Regions from separate parts of the Zea mays genome. Here all the other regions are linked to region 1. A link is a contact called in public Hi-C data. All regions are on one chromosome and are shown on one strand. Each heading gives the region's core, a stretch centred on a gene start, on an enhancer-like site or on the middle of the called end of the contact. The rest is flanking DNA. Distances are from core to core; before and after follow the strand shown.

What was found. Hi-C and Micro-C count contacts between places; a contact is called where the count stands out from the background.
Region 2: a contact with region 1 is called in a Hi-C map of tassel, with 2.3 times the contacts expected there. The contact joins the promoter of LOC100384565 here to the promoter of LOC100194274 in region 1. A contact is called at or near these places in 2 of 25 Hi-C or Micro-C datasets (ear and tassel).
Region 3: a contact with region 1 is called in a Hi-C map of ear, with 2.2 times the contacts expected there. The contact joins the promoter of LOC100281165 here to the promoter of LOC100194274 in region 1. A contact is called at or near these places in 2 of 25 Hi-C or Micro-C datasets (ear and tassel).

Annotation. Positions count from the first base shown.
Region 1 is chr2:198,728,935-198,732,058 of Zm-B73-REFERENCE-NAM-5.0, forward strand. LOC100194274 reads right to left here and starts at 1,417. Exons shown (of 7, transcript NM_001139313.1): 1 at 1,032-1,417; 2 at 719-868; 3 at 523-588; 4 at 343-411; 5 at 128-220; 6 at 1-39. The coding sequence starts at 1,292.
Region 2 is chr2:198,548,080-198,551,203 of Zm-B73-REFERENCE-NAM-5.0, forward strand. It overlaps LOC100384565, which reads left to right and starts at 1,550. Exons shown (of 10, transcript NM_001177076.1): 1 at 1,550-1,858; 2 at 2,798-2,870. The coding sequence starts at 1,727.
Region 3 is chr2:198,911,667-198,914,790 of Zm-B73-REFERENCE-NAM-5.0, forward strand. It overlaps LOC100281165 (arabinogalactan protein), which reads left to right and starts at 1,502. Exons shown (of 5, transcript NM_001154084.2): 1 at 1,502-1,803. The coding sequence starts at 1,694.

The DNA.
Region 1 (3,124 bases), core at 167-2,666:
AAGCGCCTCGTGGTGGAGCTGGAGCATCCCTTCGATTTTCTGAAACGCGTGGATTGCAGGTTTCCTGTGATTCGTGAACGCCATGGCGACAGGGGATGGAAGAGACATAGTATGTATGGTTGCGTACTTGAGTAGTATGGTCAGTGCTGAAAGCGTCAGTAGTGTCCATGCCAAAGCCATACAGCACAGGGCTCAGTGAAGCGATCTTCATGGAAAGGAACTGCAATGCAACGACGCGCCCAAGAAGCAAGCGGACTTTCCAGTTAGTTACAGCTTTCTAATCTCAACATGTGTCGTAATTTATTTATTTATTTATTTGCCCAGTGTATCTATCACTATCACCTCGACTTGGTTCTGCAAGGACTGCACGTAGTTGATGATCTCGTCCAAAACGAGGGCTTTTCCAGTGACCTGCATTATTAAAAAAAAGAGAGAAGGTAATTCCCCTCTGAAAGTTAGTGCCATGCGTTTTGAGATGCAAATTAAAGAGCGGAGCGGTGCATTTGAGTAGATTTGAGGGACCTTATCACAGCCAGGGACCAGGGCCTGCAGCACCCTCATCCTCTCGCTGATCCTCTCCCTCCTCACCTGAAGGAAATGGCAGCAGAACAGATGATGAGCAAAAAGGTTGCGGCCCAAACAACCACGAAGTCAACAGCAAGATGGCGGTGGGTGAAAATACGCAGGCGATGCTGCACACTAGTATAGTAGTATGTACCCTCTCCGCAAGGCTGTGGCTGTCCGTGGCTTGCCCTCTCCTTGCCCTGACGTGTATGTACCCCTTGGGCTCCTCCTCCTCGTCTACCTCCTTGCTGCTTCTGCCTCTTTTCCCTCCCCTATTCTTGGTGCTTCCCTTCGAGCTCGAGTCCTGCTTGTTCAGTTCACGAAACCAAACTCTATCAAGGACTGTAATCCTCTGTTTTTTAGAGGTTGTGAAAACGTTCTCTCTCTTTCTTGAGCCGCTGGAACATTGTTCTGTTCTCACATGCACCAGAGCTTAATCTTGTGGTGTGAACCGAAAACCACAGTACCTTGGAGTGCGCAGAGCTGAAGCTGAAGCTGGCGCTGGCGCTGGCGCTGTCTTCCCTGGGCTTCGTCGGGGCCTTCCTACCGCCAGAATCAGCGCCTCCGCCTCGTGGGGAGGTGTCGAGAACACCGGACGAGGTCTCTAGCGAGGCTGAGTCTGCCGTGGCTGCACCTGCGCCATTGCAGAACAGGAAGCTCGGCGCGCCATGGGAGGCGCCGGCTACGCCGTGCTCCATCTGCGCGAGCTGTGGGAATAAGCTTGCCATTTGTCAACCAGCAGCGCCTGCGGTATGCTATGCTATGCTATGCTACGCTACGCTATCCTCACCGCCCGCGTGCCGACGCCTTTTCAGTGTAGTAGTTTTCTTGGCAAGGAGGAGTTCATCAGAAGCAACAACAGCATGGAGTTCAATGGCGACCTGCAGCCATTGGCTTATATACACGAGCGAGCAGGTGAGCAGCTGAGGCCGGGGAGGGGGAGACGGCGGAGGAATGAGAGAGCGAGATGATAAGACCAAATCGTTACTTCTCCATTAATTGATATATTGGCAGTGGTAAGGAAGGGCCCCGGTGTCCCTTGGTGTATTATATTGTTCTAGTAATAGGATGAGCGAAACGACTGAAGAAATGTCCATCAGCAGTTCAGGATATGGTCATGTGGGTAGGGCCTGATCCTTTTTTTCCCACCCTTTCTGGTTCCTATTTTGTGCCCAAGTCTATTTGACAGACAAGTTGAGTGTGTAAAAAAAAACTTTTTGCGTGCCCCACTTTTGGCAGCAACGTTTTTGCAGTTACCAAACTAGCCCTAAACGGTTAAAGAACGCTTAAACTGCTAATTAAACAGAATAAATGATCGATTAATCAAACGAAAACGACGGCTATTAAGACGATCATATTTGGTCATAGTACTGTCATGGGGTGGTCTGCAGGCAACAGAAGAAGGTTACGGGATTTTGTGGAAGTTGAGGATGGATAGAAAGTTAATTAAATTTACCTGCAGCACCACGTACTGGTCCTGATGATTCTGAATCCTGATCCTGGTCCTGGGCCGTCATAATGGAGGAACTGAAACCCGATTGACGACTGAGACTGAGAGAAAGGGCTGCATGCGCTCCTGGTTTCTGAGCGCCTTCCAGCCCCCCCCCCCCCCCCCCCCCCTGCCTGCAACATCACCTACAAAGTGGCTGCGTCATTAACTGCTGCACATGTAAAGAAAAAAAACCATGTGACGCTGACAGTAAAGATACTAGCTAGTAGTAACCATCAGAGTGGCACAAGGGATCTTCCTGTCCTGGCGATGGTCATCAGGACGTACGGGCTTTTGAGCGGCTGCGCCTGCACTGCACGCATGCATGCATGCGGACGCTGGCTTGGACGGTCGTCCACGACGATCGATGCATGTCAGTCTACGGCCTTTCATGTTTTTTACTGCTACATCGCAAACCTTGGTCTTGTTTTTCCATACTTCCAGTGACGAGTTACTCCGATTAGCTATACCTCTAAATTTAGGACAGTTACTCCGATATCTATCTAAACATCTAAATTTAGGATATACTATATAGCATGGTTTTAAATAACGGGTTAAAGGATTTAGCGGCGTGCTTCTCAAAAGTGCAAATAGCAGGCTATATCGAAATATAGCAATCTAGATGAGGCTATATCGCATAGCTTTTTCTTGTTAAAACAGCTATAGCGGGCTATAGCGAAAGCTATAACTGGTTATTTAAAACTCTGTTATATAGTTTGATAAAGTATACGTAGATGGGATATAGTTTCATGCGCAGTCATTTTCAAAATTTCTAAGTACGAGTAACAGAAGCGGTCCACGTGAACAGTAGCAGCTACCTTGTGCTGCATGTTCTGATCGTCCACGTGAACACATCGCTTGTCCCGGTGACCAAGAACTATGATAGTGATCACTCCGATCCCCTCGAGCAATCAAAAGCTTACCAGCTGAATGCCGCATAGCCACGACGTCCTCCTTTGTCCCCTGTCCCTGCTTAACATACGGGTCCTCGTGGACCAGGACGGCATATATATACTTGTATCCGTTTGAAAATAAATACTCTCTCCATCCTAGAATATACTTCGTTTTAGA
Region 2 (3,124 bases), core at 300-2,799, 180 kb before region 1:
TAATAATTTATAGGGTGCATGTGTTTTTATGAAGCTAACACAACAGTTCGCTAGTTCGGGAATACCCGAACCCAAAATTCTGGATACCCGAATTTTCGGATATTGTAAAACCGTTGTAATTTTTGGTATCGATTATCAAAACCCAAAATTCTAAATACACGAATTACCAGACCCAAAAATTTCGGATAACCTCAACACCCACCCGTAGTGGAGACCTCAAAGACCAGCGCCCACCCAAAAAAAACCCGGACATGGACGCCGCTGATTGGCATCGGATCTCGTTGAATGAAAAGATTGGTCATGGTCATACCCACGCGATATTTGCGTCCCATTCATCTTTGCTTTCCGCAAACACCTTCTCTTTGACTGGACCGCTAGGTTGCAAAGAGGAATAGGATAGTTTCTGTTATGAAAAGAAGATATAAAAGAAAAGAGAGCAAAGGCATTAAGGCAACAACAACCTTTGTGCTCCGAAGAAAATAGTGATATATTAGGGTGTGAGAGCCTGAGAGGCACTAGTAGGAGTGGATTAGAACAAAGCTTAACATAAGCAATACCGACACTTGTGTCTGACCAAACAAAGACCGGAGCAACTACCAAAGCTTCATGGGATGTAAAGGCAAGCAACCCATCAAATAATTTACAAAGTTCAACTAAGCACCTCTTGGGCCACAATACTATATCTCAAATACCATAGTATCATATTAGAACTGTAAATAAACCTTCTACCAAACGAGCTCTAAAGAAACATTACATTTTTCGAGAATCAATATTCGTAGGTGTTACACGAATCTATATATTGTGAGGTTTATGTGCGGAGAAAAAGGAAGGGGTTATAAGTTTTAGGGTTTACAAAGCAGTGACCCCTCATGTCGCGATGACTAGACGAATTATACATTTATCTATTTATATTGATTTGTGAGTTGTTTTACATAAGCAGACTAAAAAGTAAAACATTGAAATCCGTCCAAAAACCGATCACACGACCTGAGACAGTGCGTGGGCCGCGGGAGGAAAGTCGGTCTTTATTCACTAGCTCTACTATCTCAATTCTGTTTAGAACCTCTAAAACTAATAGTTAGCTACTAAAAACTAGTTGTTAGGTTCTAAACACCATCAACTAATACCACAACTAATTATTAGCTATCTCACAATAAACAATTAGTTCATTAGTTGGCTCAACACAACTAATAATTTATTAGCTGACTAATTATTAGCTCTAGCGTTCCAACAGAGCCTCATTTTATATCCTACTTTTTATTTTAATTTTTATGGTTAGTTTGGGAACCCTATTTTTCTAAGGATTTTTTATTTTCTCAAAAGAAAATAAACTAAATTTTCTTAGAGAAATAGAAATTCCTTAGAAAAATGAGATCGTGAACACTATTTTTTCCCAAAAAAAATTCTATTTTTCCTAGAAAAAATGAACTATTTTTTTTAGAAAAATAGAAATTCGTTTGAAAAATAAGATTACCATAGCGCTTAGACACAGGGTAAAGAAAGCGCGCACCAGCGCAGCACTCGCACTCGAGCACCGAGAGGGAGGAAAAAAGAATTCTCCACTTCCCCACTCTCCCTCTCCCGCTCGTGGCTCGTCAGTGGGTGGGAGTGTGCGGGGCTAGCCGCTAGGGTTTCCGCGAGCCCATCGCCGGCCGGCCACGGACGATCCGGGACTCCATCCGGCGCCTGCCCTGAATCGGCTTCGCGGGGCGCAAGGAGCGAGAGAATGAAGTCGTCGCTGCGGAAGCTGCGGGGCTTCGCGCTGCAGCGCCAGGAGCAGCGGGTGGACCGGGACCGCGGCCGGGGCCACGCCACCGCCGCCGCCACCGCGGCGGACGAGCTCCTCGCGGCTGCCCAGGTGCGTGGGCCTTGCGCCTCTCCCTTCCGCTTCGTGGCTGCGCGAGCGAGCGAGCCGGATGGGTGGGTCAGTCTGTTGGGGCTGTGGAGATCTCGCGGGGGAGCTCTGGCCCTGCTTGTGGTTTTCGCAGCAGCCGCTGCGGGTTGATGGATTCCACGTGGTTGGGTTTGATGACCAGTTCATAGTTCGGTGGTTGCCTGGTTGGCGTGCGAGAGTCTGGAGCATGGTCGTCGTGACTCGTGAGGATTTCGTAGAAATTCTAGTGTCCGGATCTGTTCTCAATTTCACGAACACACGGCTGGACATCGTTGGGATTCCACCGGGAGGAATGAGCTTTGCTTTCGGGTTGTTTCCTGGTGCTGTGGGAATCGTCCGCTCACATTTTAGTTTAGCATAGTTGAGAGAGTTTGCTTTGATCTGCTAGTGGCGTGATTTCAGCTCAACTACTGTGGTTACTTGGCAGAGTCATGTTTGCTTTTGGTTCCATGCATTTTCTCCTGTTCAATGGTGTGATAATTGAGTGATTATCATGCATCGATGCTTGTGTGTGATGTCGCTTTGGTGCGAGATACATTTAAGCATTTGGCATGCCTTTCTGCGCTAGGGTAGTGTGGGCAGGCAGCAGAACTCGTGATACTTCTGAATTCCTTGCAGTAAATGAAGGTGTTAGTTTGCTCAATTGAGATCTTGTCTAATCGAGTTGGATCTGACAAATGGGTGCCCCATTCCAGATTAGTTTGTGCAGAAGTCTTCAATTGTTTAAAATTGAACTATTTTGTGTGGCTGTCCTGAATAACAAAAACAGTGGTGAGTCCTGCTGTTCACCAGCTGTATAACTTCATCAGAATACCATAATGGATGATGTTAAAACTTCTCTTGTTTTAAATTCTGGGTCTGCTTCCTGCTAGTTTTGTTCTGAATTGTTGCTTTCTTTGACAGGATATGGCAGATATGAGAAGCTGTTACGATAACTTGCTTTCTGTTGCTGCAGCAATTGCAAATAGTGCATATGGTAATTTTCTTGTCTAAAGCCCTCCCCCACCCCCTAAAGGCCTTTATTAAGTTTTCTTATATGTCCAATGGCGTTTTATGTATATATTAGTTATTGGTTATGTCTTCATTTATGTTTATTACTTAGGTTTGCACATTATTTTTTGAATATAAATAGCCATCATCTCTCTAAAGTTCATGCTGCACATATTTATACCCTGTTTCTTCTAATGATTTACTCAATCAAGCTGGGGAAATGCAAACCTTGAACACCTT
Region 3 (3,124 bases), core at 252-2,751, 180 kb after region 1:
CCTCGCCCGACCTTGGGTTCGGACCGACCGCGCCACAGGGGATACATCATTACCCTACCCCTAGCTAGCTTAGGCTACGAGGGAACAAGACCGGCGTCCCATCTGGCTCGTCCCAGTAGCAGGCAATGATGGCTCTCCGTGTGCGTCCATGACGACGGTGGTTCTTAGCCCCCTACGGAAGCAAGAAGACGTCAGCAGGATCCCAGCAGCACCGCCAGCTGCGCTTCTACAGGGCTCAGACACTTCTCCGACGGCCACGTTATGGCATACACAGGGCTCTAGCACCTCTCCGACAGCCACGTTGGCATGTACACAGGGATCAGACACCTCTCTACCAGACACATTAGCGCATAAGCTACACCCCCATTGTACACCTAAACCCTCTCCTTGCATCTATAAAAGGGAGGTCCAGGGCCTTACTGCGAGAGGGTCGCGCGGAGGGACGAGCAAACGAACAGGCTCACTCTCTCTCGCGAACGCTTGTAACCTCTACTACGAGCACACCCCCCCCCCCGGTACGAGATAATACGAGCCGCGTTTTCCCCTTGTGTTCCATCTCGCACCAACCCATCTGGGTAGGGACACGCAACGACAAATTTACTGGTTGGCTCACGGACCCCTCGGGTCCGAAACGCCGACAGATGGTGACATAAATGTCTTTGGTGATACCATATGCAATGTTTTGATGCCCGACGAAGAATAGGAACCGACGAGAGTGAGCACTTCAGACATTAGATTTAACCGAGTTTCAGTTTTTGTTGGACAGTAGCATTATCCAGCTTCACTTCCCAGGGCAGTGTTTTCAAAGTTTGTTTCAACTAGTCTTGAAGGCTTGCTTGTCGGCGAGTTCATACTAGTAAATAGTAATCTGCGTTTCAGTGTACTGAATATTGAACTGCGTTTCAGTGGCCGCCATATATGTTAGTGTTTTAAGTGTCTGACGAGTAATATGCATTTTCAGTGTTTTCAGCTGTCAGTAATCTACGTTTTCAGTGTTTTCAACTGCCATATATACTGTGTTTCATACCAGTAATCTATACACAAACTCTGAAAACTCTGAAGAAGGTGTACCATATATGATGCATGCGTTTTCGGTGCCTGCAATTTCTGTACACTGTAGGCGAGGGCATTTGTGTACCAGATGATTTAAAAAACTTACGACCTGTTTGGATTGACAAATGAACTCATCCAGAATCATCCGAACCTAAGTCCGAACCTGCATGTTCTGTTTGGTTTGTGTCACGAGGTAAACCCATCCGTCATCAAGCCATCCTTCGTAGCTTTCTCTATAGGTATAAGTTGACGGTCGAGCTGGTTCCTTGAAAAAGTAGCGGATGACCTCGTCCTTCTGGTCTCTAACCCATGACGGATGATTTGACTCCGGGCTACATGATGCTGCAATCCAAACACGTCATTAAGGGGTGCGCTGGTCATTTTGAACAGAAATAAAGCTATTTTTGACAAATAGCGCTTCCAAGCAGCTCCAGCCAGTTTTTTTTTTAGAAACCGGTTTTTAAAAACTAAGATAAAAAACCAGTTTTTTATAAACTACAACGCTTCCAAACGGTGCCGTAATCGACCCCACCGGGCCACCGTTCCTTGCCAACTGCCAAGCATCACCGCGAAATCTAATAACTCGTTGCTCTTCGTCTTCGCTCCGCGATCGATCCAGGAGGGGGAAGCAGAAGGAGGGATGGCGGAGAACCCGCAGCTGTTTGGGAATGGGATGCCGGTGCCGTTCTACAGTGAGATGTTCGTCCTCGCCCGGGATGGCGTCGAGTTCCACGTCGACAAGATCCCATCGTAAGTACCATCCCACCTGCTGATTTTGCGATGTATATAGGGATTACGGTTTCCAATTGTGGATTTAGTGATTATAGGACTATATTTTTAGGTTTCCAGGTGGAAAAATAGTCAAGCAATGGATTCCGATTTCTGGATGGGGATTTAGGGATCGCCATACTAGTTTTTAGGTTTTCTTGGGATGGAAAATAGTCGAATACAATGAATTCCGCGGTTTCTGGAGGGCGATTTAGGGATGTCCGGACTAGTTTTTTTTGGTAGAAACAAATACAATGGATCGAAGGGGACTGGTGTCGGCCCAACATTGAGGATGGTGCGGGAATACGGGATGGCCACGCTATAGGTGGCGTGGTGGCCGGCCGGAATTGAGCCCTTGAAGATGTTCTCCGCTGAGCAAGTCGTGCCACGGATTGCCGTTGTTCTGGCTGCTGCCTCTTTGTTTGGCGATGAATCTGGTTGGTTCATCGATATGTTTTTGTAAAGGGAACATATCTGGTGCTCAAAGGGGTAAGGTGCTCACGTGCACATTTTAAATCTGGAGCGTCCATCCAACATCTAATAGAAGCATCAATATTACAAAGAACCCCTTTCACCTTCCTCCCTTGGTGGGAGGGGTTCTTAATCAAATTAACTGCAGCCGCTGGATGTGAGATGGATGTTCCAGATTTAAAATATGCACGTGAGCACCGTACCCCTTTGAGCACCATATATGTTTCCTTTTGTAAATATATATACTACAATGCAAATCTGAATTACGATCTTTATGACTTCATCTCTTTCCTTATTTAGACAATTTGGAGTATCATGTGGGTAGAAGTAGAACTGTTGTATGAGGAAGGAGGGACTGTCTAACATAATAATCTTCATAGGCTACAACAAAAATACAAAATTCAGGCCATGTTTGGTTTTGGTTGAGCTGTGGCTTTTGAAAAGAAAAGGCTATGGTAAGCTGTGGGCTGTGACTGCTGTGAGTTGAGAGTTGCGAGAAAACCTGAAAGTTTTTTGGTTGGAGCAGCTATGGGCTGTGCAGAAGATGTAGGCTGTGTATGAAATACCTGTAATACCCCTGGAGGCCTGGGGAACTGTTTATATGCAAATTGCTCCTAAAAAACTAATATGTTCACTGGTCGCATGTAATTGACTATTTTAAAAGAAAAAATTATTGTTTCTAGGTTTTGCATCCATCTCAGCGATATGATCCACATAAATAGAACAATACAAAAGATAAAGGTCTCATACAATACAATGATGCCATCCATCAATGTAATTATCCCTCTCTTGCACTAACCAAAACATCAAGGTACTGACATGTATCTTGCCA